Linked DNA regions of Mus musculus: region 1 is linked to region 2. The links are chromatin contacts, called in public promoter capture Hi-C maps. All regions are on one chromosome and are shown on one strand. Each heading gives the region's core, a stretch centred on a gene start, on an enhancer-like site or on the middle of the called end of the contact. The rest is flanking DNA. Distances are from core to core; before and after follow the strand shown.

Evidence for each region. Promoter capture Hi-C pulls out the DNA fragments that hold promoters and counts their contacts.
Region 1: a contact with region 2 is called in a promoter capture Hi-C map of second pharyngeal arch cranial neural crest, with 11 times the contacts expected there. The contact joins the promoter of Mei4 here to the enhancer-like site in region 2. A contact is called at or near these places in 10 of 39 promoter capture datasets (the 3T3-L1 cell line, the C10 cell line, cranial neural crest and 6 more), 2 of 484 Hi-C or Micro-C datasets (cerebral cortex and forebrain) and 2 of 115 datasets of contacts at active chromatin or transcription factors (astrocytes and large pre-B cells).

Annotation. Positions count from the first base shown.
Region 1 is chr9:81,861,131-81,866,924 of GRCm38.p6, forward strand. It overlaps Mei4 (meiotic double-stranded break formation protein 4), which reads left to right and starts at 2,540. Exons shown (of 5, transcript NM_175213.4): 1 at 2,540-2,787.
Region 2 is chr9:80,327,370-80,333,888 of GRCm38.p6, forward strand. The region is part of intron 14 of Impg1 (interphotoreceptor matrix proteoglycan 1); the gene reads right to left. Among named protein-coding and RNA genes, the nearest start is that of Gm27227, 65 kb to the left of the region's middle. Within about 2 kb of position 4,937, at least 42 of the 459 cell types and tissues checked have an H3K27ac peak or open chromatin away from gene starts, as enhancers often do. A contact at or near this core is called in cerebral cortex and second pharyngeal arch cranial neural crest, where this site is marked.

The sequences.
Region 1 (5,794 bases), core at 1,290-3,789, 1.5 Mb after region 2:
TTTATATAAATGTTTTTGGAACTTTTGAATTAAAAAAGAGCCATTAATATTTTTTTATAAAATAAAAACATGATTTTCTAACAGGACAGCTTATTATTTTCTTTCTTTTTTTTTTTTTTTTAAAGATTTATTTATTTATTATATGTAAGTACACTGTAGCTGTCCTCAGACACTCCAGAAGAGGGCGTCAGATCTTGTTACAGATGGTTGTGAGCCACCATGTGGTTGCTGGGATTTGAACTCTGGACCTTCGGAAGAGCAGTCGGGTGCTCTTACCCACTGAGCCATCTCACCAGCCCTATTATTTTCTTTATAATGTATAGTATAACATACTATAAACTGTTTGTCAATCCTTCCTTTCTCCCATGTGGCTTCCGAAGACGGCGCCTTAGGTTGTCAGACTTAGAGGCAAATGCATTTACCTGCTGAGACATCACAGCAGTGCGTTGACTATATTTTGAACTCAGTTTACTCTATAGTGGATTTTAACTATCAATAAGGTAGTAGATTCAGCATCTAAGATTATACATTTTGTGAAGATCTTTTCCTTTCGTTTTATTTCAATACTCCAAATTTATAGAAAGATGCTGAGACCAAGGAGCCAGAGGTCCTTGGTAGACAGACAGATGAGAAAAGGGACTACCAGTCAGTAATAGAAAGACAAATTTCCGGTTTCTTTCATACTTTCACACTTGGCAGTGACACCCTCTCCACTCTTGATTGATATGTTGAAGGTGTTCAGATAAGGTCAAGACTGTCCCTGAACATGATTATCTGAATCTTTGGGGCAATTATCAGCCCCCCCCCTTTTTTTTTCCTAAGCTGACCACCATGAAATGAGAGAAGGGGGAACTATCTCAGGTCACCAAAACCCAGCTCTATGGATGAAAATCAGATCCTAGTATGAAGGTCTTCTTCAAATTTGTGGGGTTTCTTTCTCTGTACTTTGCTTGCTTATTATGTGTATGCCTGTTTCTTCACTTTCCATAAAGCTTGTCATTTAACCTTATACATATCTTTATCTATAAAGGATATCTGTACATATTCTTAGAAAAATGGGTTAGTCACAGTCCCATCGACAGACTGTGACATTAAAAATGACTCTAAAATCACTCAGAATTAAATGTAAAACATAAATAGAGTCCATTACTTTATTCAAAGAGCATGTATTTGATTGATCACTTTGTGTTTCATTAGTCTTGAGTGAGTCAAAAACTTGTATAATTTTCTTAAAACGTTTCTTTTTCTGCTATGTATTCTAAAGCATCTTTAACCATCTGAAGATGTTCAAAGAAAACTATTGAGGTTGTTGAAATCATTAGGTCTTTACATTTAGGTGGTAAATAGTTAAAACTACCTCTGGGCTTTCGTTCAGGATTTCAGTGGCTGTGCTGTATTTGGTAATTGCTACCCATTTGTTTTAACTATTAGACTGAGTGCTCTGTCTTGTATGGAGTTGTAATCAGGTCTTGACCAGTAATCAAGGCTGTAACTGGCACGTAACAGCTCAATTTTCTCAATAAATGTATGAGGGGAATTGAAATAGAATATCATACTATTTATCAACGCAAACACAACTTTTCTACATCACTCCTACTTGACTGTTCATTATCTTGAAATGAACTTGGATGGTTTGATTTTACATTACTCAAAGAAGAGCAGTGAGCACAGTAGAGCACTCACAGTGTTCATCACCTTAGCAGTCACAATAACCCGAGTTTAGTTTGCATGAAAGCACCGTTGCAAGATTAACGAAAGCTATATTAAATTACATTATAGTTAAAATTATTGACTTTCTTAAACACATGGATAGAACAATGAAGCTTAACATTTCCAAGACATTTGCAATAACTGACTAGATGCAAGCACTTGCCTTAATAAAGGGTCATTTACGTAGGAGAATGAGCTGTGCAGACCCCCCAGATATAATATTTGGTAATTTATCCTATACAATTGTTGAAACCTTTAACTATTAGCAAATTAGCACATTGTTAGTAAAGTCTACATAAGTGACTTCCGAATGCTTAGAATCTCCTTTGCATTTTAATTTCTGAGAAATTTCAGTACGTGAGGCAAAAAATTACTTAAAATCCTAGATGAAGATATGACAGGTGGACAAATGAGAAACATAGCGCTTCCTCCCGCAGGAAGCAAAGATTTTAAAACCATCTTTGGAAACAAGCCAACAAATGAACCCAAAGAATCTGTTTTCCCGACTGTTCCCATGTAGGACAGGAGTTGGCACAACAGAAGCTTTCCTGAAACTTTTCCTTTTTTTCAAGCCCCGTGAGTCTCTCCTTAGAAACCAAATCAGCCTTTCAGGAGAGGAGCTGCAGGCAGTCCTAGACTATTTTGAACTATTTTGCAGAAGAAAGGAAGATGCAGGAAACACCTGCCTAGTCCAGCCAAACCGGCTAACCGCTCCTCGCCGAGCCCGCCCGAGCCCGCCGGAGCCCCTCCCAAGCCCCTCCGAGGAGAGTGGCGCAGAGGCTTCTGGGACTTGTGGTCTCCGCGGGCCTCCCTCTTGATTGGCACTGGAAGAAAGCCGGGAGGAGTGGCGCTCTGGGCTCTGGCGCCTACCTGCGGGCTGCGCTTGCATCAGCGTGCATGGCCGGGAATACTGGCCCCCGAGCTTCCCCCGCCGCCTGAGGGCGTCCTTCCTTCTCAGGAACCCCAGGCTTGTGTAGCATCTGCCTGCTCTCTGTACTCTCGGGCCCCGGGTCCCCTCAAGCAGCGCACGCTCTCAGGTGCTGTGGCTTGGGGTTCCTTGTCGCGCCCTTTGCGGAGGTAGGTCGCCTCACGCGTGGGGAGGGGCATTTCTTTACCTGATAAGTAGGTCGCGCCTGGAGCCTCAGAAACTTGGGCGGGCAAAGCGTGTGTTCTGTGGTGTGTTCTACACCTTAGAGTCTGTGCAAGCCTGCCTTCACTCTAGAGGTGGCTTCTGAGGTTTCCTGGAGGAAAGGGTGGTTTTGGGGGACCGTAGGCACTTGTTGATCTGATCTTTTATTGAGCAAGTACACACCCAGAGGAACTGCAGAAAGTGTTGGGGGTGTTAAAAGTGGGACGGGTGCGGTTTTCTTGGGATCTGACAAGCATGTGCTGGTACATGAGGTAGAGATAAAAATCATTCTTGGAAGAGCTAGGTTGTGGTGAGATATGCAACAGATCAGAGGAGCAGGGCCAGAAGTGGAGTCTCCATTACGGAGGAAGAAGCCAGTGAGGGTTTGGTGAATCTGGAATGTCCAAAGTAGCAGAAAGTCAATAATTTGAAGTGAATTAAATAAAGCCTTGAATAGCTTTATAGTCTGCAATTACATATTTAGAGGATTAAAGTCCCACCAGGAACCACAGAAAATACATTAGTATGTCGATATTCACAGAATATAAATATGAAATTCATAAGAATTTCATAACTTGGATTCTTCATCAACTGGAATTTATTATTTTTTTTTCTGTATCTTTTGGATTTTTGAGACAAGGTTTCACTTTGTAGGATGGCCTTGCCTCCTGCTCTCAAGACTAATGGCAATATGTATGCCTCAGACTTGCAAATGCTGGGATTAAAATGTGAACCACCAAGTCTGAATATATCAGGTTACTTCCAATTAGCAAACTTTTTATCAAATTCATTACATACATTCTGATCAATTTTGGCTTGTTTATATTACTTTTTCCTGCTTAGAATTATATGATTTTTGGTATATCTTGTGACTACAGTAATGACATTCACAAATTGACATCCACTATTTTACTTTCCATTGTTATAGCTTACAGCTTCTGTGAGGGCCTTAGGTTAAACACAATGTCTTTGTATATGTCAGTAAACCACAAAATTTACAATTCAGTCGTAAAATTTGGACATGAAGACCAGGAGCACAGATTTGTGACTGAGTATTTTTTTAAAATTTTTTTTTTCATGAAAGTAGCAATGTTTGGAATCAGATATTTGAAACCAATATTATGGAATTCTTGTTAAAAACATAGTATTAATTTATCCCATGGTTTATTATATCAAAGAAATTAGAAGTCTAGTGTATTCTAGGTTTCATGATATATGTGAATGGCAGGTATATGTTAAGTTCTGCTGTATGAAAATACTTGAAGCCAAAAGTCACAGCGCCAATTTAATAGGCATATTAACCCAAATCATTTGAAGCATTCGTGAGATAAACATACTTAATGATTGTATTGTGCATAATGTTTTGAAGGATTTGAGATTTAGAAAGCTAAAGGGTTATAAAGACAGAAGATGTTAATGTGCTGAAGAGAAAGTAGGTACGTTTTTAGACACTGGGATGTAATCAGGGCAGCATCACTAAGTGTTTTAAGAATAGGTTTAGAGTGTCAGCTACAGCAACGGGAAGAAATAGCATTGAGGATTTGTCAGTTTTGTCACTTGTAACAATGGCAAGAACACTCAGGTACTGTGGGAGTATTGAAAACTCCCCTTTAAAAAAATCTAATAATTTTAAAGATTTTGTAAATGTACATTTTATCTAAGCACACTTCACTTCATACCTCTTTACTGTTCCTTTTCATGTCCTGCCCCCTCTCACTAGTATGCTTTGCTCTCCTAGACAGTTTTAGTTCTGCTTCATGTCATATGTTTACACATGACTGTATCTCTATAAAGTCTAGGAGCCACCATGGATAAGACAAAACACATGCTCGTTGTCTTTCAGACGCTAACTAAATTGCTTTAAAATGACCATCTCCAGTTGCATTAACTTTCCAACAAATACACAGTTTTTATCCTTCTTTATGGTTAAAAAAAATCTCATTCTGTATATGTAACACATCTTCCTTATCCTTTCCTCTGCTGTGAACACTGCATTGGTCCAAAATTTGATTATTGTGAAGAGTGCTTTGATAAACACTGTTGTGAGAGAGGATCAATGTTTACTTTTGGAGGAACTTCCACTCTGACTTCCATAGTGGCTGAACTCATTTACATGTGAGCAGACTTGGGTGTCTGAGGGTCCCTTTTTGTCCACTCCCTCACTATCACTTCTGTTATTTGTTGTTTTGTGACTATCATTCTGACAGTGGTTAAATAGCACCTCACTGTAGTTCAAAAAAAAAAAAAACTTTAAAACTGTTTGAGATTACGACATAATTACATCATTTCCCTGCTTTCTGAAATGTCTTCTCTTTATCACCTACCATGTACAGCTCTCCTTTGTACTCACTTAAATTCGTGGCCTCTTTTTCCTTGCTGTTACATATCTATCTGTCTATCTACCTATCTATCTATCTATCTATCTATCTATCTATCTATCTATCTATACATTGTACACAAACACAAAAATATGTGTGTGTAATGTATGTACGCATGTATGTATGTATGTATGTATGTATGCATATAAATATGTAAATACAACCTGATCAGCCTGTATAATGTATGTTCTGGTTCGTTATTTTTAGATGCCTGATAAGGTTGAACATTTTTTTGTTTGTTGACTGTTTGCATTCCATCTTTTGAGAAATATTTATTTACTTCATTAACCCATTTATTGGTAACATCATTCAATTGCTTGTTTAGTTTCTGTGTGTGTTCTTTGTGTACTTTAGATATTAATCCTAAAATAGCTACCCAAACTATCTCTGGTCCCATAGGCTCGCTTGACTCTAGTAACTCTGTACTCGTCTGTGCTGAAAACACTGATCTCATTCTGTCCTAATTATCAGATGCTGACCTTAGTTCATGAATGACTTGGTTTCTGTCAAATCCTTGCCTATGCACATATCTTAAAGTGGATTTCTTACCTTTTCCTTTAACAGTTACAGGGTTTCA
Region 2 (6,519 bases), core at 3,687-6,186:
ATGTTTTATTACAGCAATAGAAACCCTAGGAAAGTGTACATTTAAGAAAGTTTCACTCATATAAAACATTTACATCTCAGAAATTTGAAGACAGAGGTTATCTTAGAGACCTTCTAAACCATCTTGGTCTCTTAGGAAATGAAGAAGCCAAGATGTCGGATGTTCCTAAGAGCATGTCTGTTTGCACCCAGCTCCTCTAACAGGTTCTCAATTCTATCACCTTGTGGACTGTGTGACAAGATCCAGGGAAGTCACAGCCCCAAGGCAGAGCTGTTGGGATGTTTGCTAATACGGCAGATGCTGGCAATCACAGTTAATTAGTCTCACAACCGAAGAGGCCAAGACTAATTTAAGAAGCAGTCCCACAGCCCCCTTCCATTGCATTATCTTCAAAGCATTACTCCTCAGGGCTGGAGAGATGGCTCTGGCTAAGAGTGAATACTGCTCTTTCAGAAGACCAGCGTTTGATTCCCAGAACCACGTTGTTGTTGTTGTTGTTGTTGGTGGTGGTGGTGGGGTCCATATTACTTCGAATTTTGGCTCTAATTTGGTATTCTCATGTTGTTTATTCAGGACCAGTCAACAGAGAAAGAAAGAAACTTTAAGTCACCAAGCTTAGGTTTTGTTTGCAGTATACACCATCCTAGATACTATCAGGCATCTTCTGGGCTCTGAGGGTACTGTATAAACCCATACGTACACACATATGCACACATAATTAAAGTAAAAATAAAATCTTTAAAAATATTTTTTTCTGGGCATTGTAAAAGATGGTCTTATTCATAGACACATGCAAGTACATCCGCAACTTTTAAAGACTGTCAACCAAGGTGATTCTAGGGAGGAATCGCCACAGAAAAGGTAGAAAAGATTAGCTTCTTGACAGTGAAAATTTAGAACTTACTTTGTTCTTAATTGTGTGTGTGTGTGATTGTCCTTCTTTGTTTTATCCCTGAGACATTTCTCTTTAGAATGACGAATTCATTCCTAATTCATAGCTAGGTCATGCAACGGTTTGTCTCTTCCTTAACTCAGCTGTGGACATTTGCAAACAAAAATTGGCATGGATGTATGTTCTATTCTTTGCTACCAATCTAGCTGATGATAATTATCTATATATGTGGTATAGCAACAACCTACAATTTATTGCCTTAATATTGTCCCCATGGCTCTAAAAGAGGACAAGGAGGCCTGAGGTCAACAGCAGGCTACAAAGGTAAAAGAGATGCCATTTTACAGGGAAATGTCTTTAAGTCATAATTAAATTGTATGTAGAGTTGAGGGAGTGAAGTTCTCACAAGTTGGTTTGTAGACTGACTGCTCCATAATTATTTTAGCTTTTTATATTTCCCTAAATCTCTTTTAGATAGAGTTTTTCTTTCTTTTTGAGAAAGGCCTCACAGTGTAGAGGGGCTGCTCCAGTGCTCACTGTGTAGCCTAGATTGGCCTCACACTTGTGATATAGTCCCCTGCTTCAGACCCTGAGTACCACCAAGCCTGGTTACTCAGCTTCCTTTCCTGTTATCTCTAGAAAGGAGTTTGACAAGAAAGGCCACCGCAGTCAACAGATGCTTAGCAGCATAGTTCTGGCTCTTCTCTGGGACTTAGTGTAATTCCTCAGTGGCGGAATGACTTAATATTCTGTCTTTACCCAGTGTAGATGGCTCTTCTGTGGTGCACATATGATAATCTCTCAGCCCATGATACCTGGCATTAGTGATATGAGAGTGTCAGTTATAAGTTAGCAGCTGATGGGGAGGTTCAGATTTATCAATGTACCTGGGGGATTTGAGCTAATGTTTGATATCCCATGTGGATTCTCACCATAGGCAGAGGACACTCATGCCATTGTATAACAATACATTTTTGAAATGTCCCCAAGGATCATGACCTGGAACCTCTAGCTATCTCAGGAGCAGAAACTCACATTGTCAAGGGCATATATATATATATATATATATATATATATATATATATATATATATATATATGAACCACTATGCCTGGTCCCTGTACTACTTTTATAATTCAGTTATCAAGTACAACCCAAGGTCAACACTCATTTCTACTTATAACGTTTAGGTTTCTACATCAGTGTTAGACTACATTGTGTGGTTAGACTACAGGGTTTCTGTAGCACATGCTTCAAGACTCTATGGAGTTGAGAGAAGCTGAGAGTGGCTAGGAGCCCGCCCCCTTCCACATCAGCCCCTCCTCTTACCAGCTGATTCAGGCTTTCATAAATGTCTGTTGAATAAAGGTTTCCCCAACTAAGCAGAAGCTCAAAACACTGCCATGCTCTGCCATGAGGCAGAACATTTCTCATAGGAAGCATGAAAGCTCTATTTTCTTTTCATCTGTTCAACACGACAGCAATGAACGCAGCTTGAGATGGGTGCACTGCTGTGTGTATCTTGTGAGCTTTTTGGTGTAAGCTTTTTGGTGTCTTCTGTATCTTGCTTATATATATATTCCTGAATTGCTTATATAATGTATTTTGTATGCATTTCAAAGGTCCTGAAAAGCTTTCCCAACCTGCTTGCTGAGGAAGGTACCTCCTATCTCTCCATCATGCAGGCAAAACCACCTGAATGTCCCCTGATGCCTTGAATACTTTGAAGCATTTTCTAGTTCAAGATAAAAAGATTAAGGTTCTTGGGGCTAGAGAGATGGGTCAGCTGTTAAAAGCACTTGCTGTTCTTCCAGAGGTCCTGGGTTCAGTTCCCAGGACCTTGTGGCTCACAACATCCATTATTACAGTTTCAGGAGGTCAAATGTTTTCTTCTGACTTCCATGGGTACTAGGGATGCCGCGTGCTACACACACATATAATCCAAGCAAACATTCACATACATAAAATAAATAAACCTAAAAAAGCTTTCAATTTTTAAAAAGCATAGGGAATTTGTGTCTTCATGAAGGTTACAGGTTCTTGGTCGACCAATTCTCTCTTTTTCAAGTCTTTTTCTGGTCTCAAGTGAGTTCATATTCTTCAGATCTTAAAGTAATGTTTTCCTGCCTCCCCTGGCCTCTGAGTATCTGTCACCACCCAGACCAGTCTTTCACTGCATCCCATCACCCCCAGGACACCCTCATTGCTTCTTTAGTAAGCTGGGCATTGGCTTTCTCTCTCTCCCCAGCATTTGTAACACTAGCACCTTGCACTGAATAGAGAGCAAAGCATCTCTTTTTGGGCCAGACCCAATGGAGGATGTGTTTAAGCTTGTATTCCATTAAGCTCTTCTTTGGGGAAATGGACAAAACTCTGGACCTTTGAAATGCATACAGAATACATTATATAAGCAAGTCCAGGAAACTGATACGGAAAATATGCTTACACCAGAGGAGAGGAATTTTGACTGGGGGTGGGAGAGAGGCTAATACAGAAGGAAAGGGAGGGAAGAGGAGAAAATTACACTAACGATGTCCTACATCACATAGCACACACACACACACACACACACACACACACACACAATTTAAATGAAGTTCCCCTTCTTGGGCTTACAATGTTTCCTCCAAGAGCCATAGACTATCTAATAAAAACCCCAACACTAAGCATGCGAAACTTCTTTTCTGGTTGTTGGCCTGGAGAGTTCAAGAGACTCCCTCAACAATACGGACTGTTGTGGATGCTCTTGCTTGCCTCCCAGAAGTTGAAGGCCATCCCTGTTGCTGAAGACACCACACATTTGGAGGATCCAAACTGGATCTGATCTGAAAACTTCCTCCCTAAGCTTTTATAGTACCGGAAGGATCTGTGTAAGCTTCCATGGAGAAAGCAATCAGTAGTTCCACCCAAACCAACACACAACAACCCGTGTGGCAGGATACCCATAAGGGCGCAAAAGCAGCATTAATATCTTGGTGGTAACCAACAGCTCTCTAATTGGACTTAAAGGCTGCTTACATGGAGAAACTGTGCCTTGTACTAGAAACCTAGCCAAGTACACATGACCAGTGAGGCCGTGAGTCTTAGAGGAGATCCTACCACCACTGCTTTACTAAATCAGTACAATTCCCAAGTGCATCCAGAATATCTATCTCTATATATACAGATAAGTGTATAAAGATACACTTATTTTAGCTCTCACCCCTCATTAAAGAAAATCTCCTCAGACAGATGGAGATCATCAGAGAAATCCACAACTGATCAAAATTCAGTGAACTACTGAATTTTGTAGAGAGCCTAGCCCTTAATGGATACATCTACTGCACCCAAGGTTCAGCAAACATCTTAGAAGAGAGGGCGGTAAGATTGTAGGAGCCAGAGACCAGGAAATCTGCTGTGAGGTTGTGTCTCCTAGAAATGACAGGAAAGCTGCCCCCCCCCCCCCGTGATAAACAAGACAAGATCAACACCAGTAGACGTGCTAATGTAGAAGGAGAAAGTCTCATGGGGGGCTCCAAGCTTAGAAAGAAAACACAAGCAACTAAAGACTTCAGAAAGTGGAGGAAAAAGTGTTTCTTAAGGATGAACCCCTAATTGGTCGTCCAATACTCAACAGTCAGACCTGAAATCATATACATACAAATTATACTAAACGGACTGAACAAACTGGATTTATATATTTAAGCGTGCACATACGTACACCAATGACAAGGAAAAAAAGGCCATTATTTTGAAAGGAAACAAGTGGGAACGTGGAAGGTGTTGGAAAGATGCAGGGAGGAGAGGAAATGATGTAATTATATTTTAATTAAAAAAATTAGAAACAGCAACACCAGCAACGGCCACAGCAGCAACAGCAACAACAGCAGCAGCAGCAGCAGCAGCAACAACAACAACAACAACAACAACAACAACAACAACAACAACGGGAAAAAATTAGGAAACCTGGGGCTGTTCAGGGCCATTTTCCCCCCTCAGAGCTATGAAGTATAGTGCTCACAAGATGGCGCTCAATAGCAAAAGAAGCTGAGAAGTAGAGCTAGAGAAACTGAAGCTCCCAAACTGATTTTTTTTTTCTTGAAAACCAGCCCGGCGCGGTGGGGAGCAGTGGAGAGATGCAGGGTCTCCAGGAGCACGTGCTGGCGCACTGGCTCTGGAATTTCAGCGGAGTCAGGCTCGGGAATGCGGTGCACACCCTGGGCCATCTTTTCCTTTTCAGGTCTGCTGCAGGTGCTGTCTACCCATGACCGCAGCTCTCGGTACTTTCGGGACTTTTCGAAGATAATTGTCTTTAAATTTAGAATACTTAAATCGGTAGACTCAAGCTGGATGGTATTGGGTTCCGGATCCATACGTTTTTACAAGTATTTCTAATAGTTCTTATTAATTAGTGTTAATTTTCACGAAGCCTAAAGGATCATGAGTCCAGGAAACCCTAATGAGTCCTGGTACTCTGTCCCCCTGTCAAAGCTCAGCCGTTAGTAATGTGGATAAGTCTCTCAAGGAAAAACAGCAGTGTTCCCACCTCCTCACACAGGGCTCTTGAGGCCACCGTGCAGCCTTACTGGATTGCAGTGGGAGACCCTGGAAGCAGGAGAGGCTGGGAGAACCTAGGAGGCAGGGGAGGCAGGGAGAGCCCATTTTCAGGCTTGACCAACTTTCCAAGACTTTCTTGCTTCAGGGAATGGGGAAAGGAATGTTTTTAGGAAGCACCTTGAGTTGATTGGTGTGTGGAAAGGAAGGCACAGATTGAAACTGAGGTGGGCTGATGTAAACCTAGCAGCGCAGACAGTTGGCCCAACAGGAAAGAGTTAAGTGGAAAATTATCTCAGGAGGCAAGGGACCCATGATATGACCCTATGAGACAGGGTCAAGGGCACAGGAGGCAAGTCCCCTTGTAGTAGGACATATTCGGTGACATTGGGAAGTTTGGGAGTTTGGTTCCTGAGAGCAAACACTTTTTTTTTTCCATTCTACAATTACAGCACAACACTATAGGACATTTCATTTGGAGAAATGCAGACTTTAGTAGAATTCACGCAGGATGCAGTCTGGTCAGTAGAAGGCCTTACAAGGGTCCATTCTGTAGAGCAGGGAATATAGCAAACAGACCTGAATTCCAGCTACTACAGTAATTGGCCATTTTGTGGCAGGTTCTTATTATGTTTCCTCCACATATTTTCTCCAATATAAAGGGTGTGGGATTTTGCCTACTTTGTAGATTTATTAAGATGAAAAAATAGCGTCAATTGTCAATTAGTACTTGTGATTATTACTGGTTTTATTGTTTGTATTGGGATGAGTGACATCTGCCTCCTTTCTCAGTGGTGACTACTAAGCAGGGATCTGGCAAGCACTGCACTTTACTGTGAGAGTGAGTTTGTTGATCCACGTTTTAGCTGAAAGCCTCTTGGACGGCAGCCTGTCATTAATTCCGACATTTGCCATTTGCCAGCCTCGGGCTTTGCCTGTGTCTGAGGAGGCTTCTTAGGAATTCAAGGGGAGAAGTTATATGTGGTGTTGCATTCTCGAGATCTTCAACCTCTGACGTATGTAAAAGCCCTCCATGCTTCTGAGGTGTTTTCATAGCCCACGAAATGAAAGGCGACCCGTGCTGCTGGAGACGC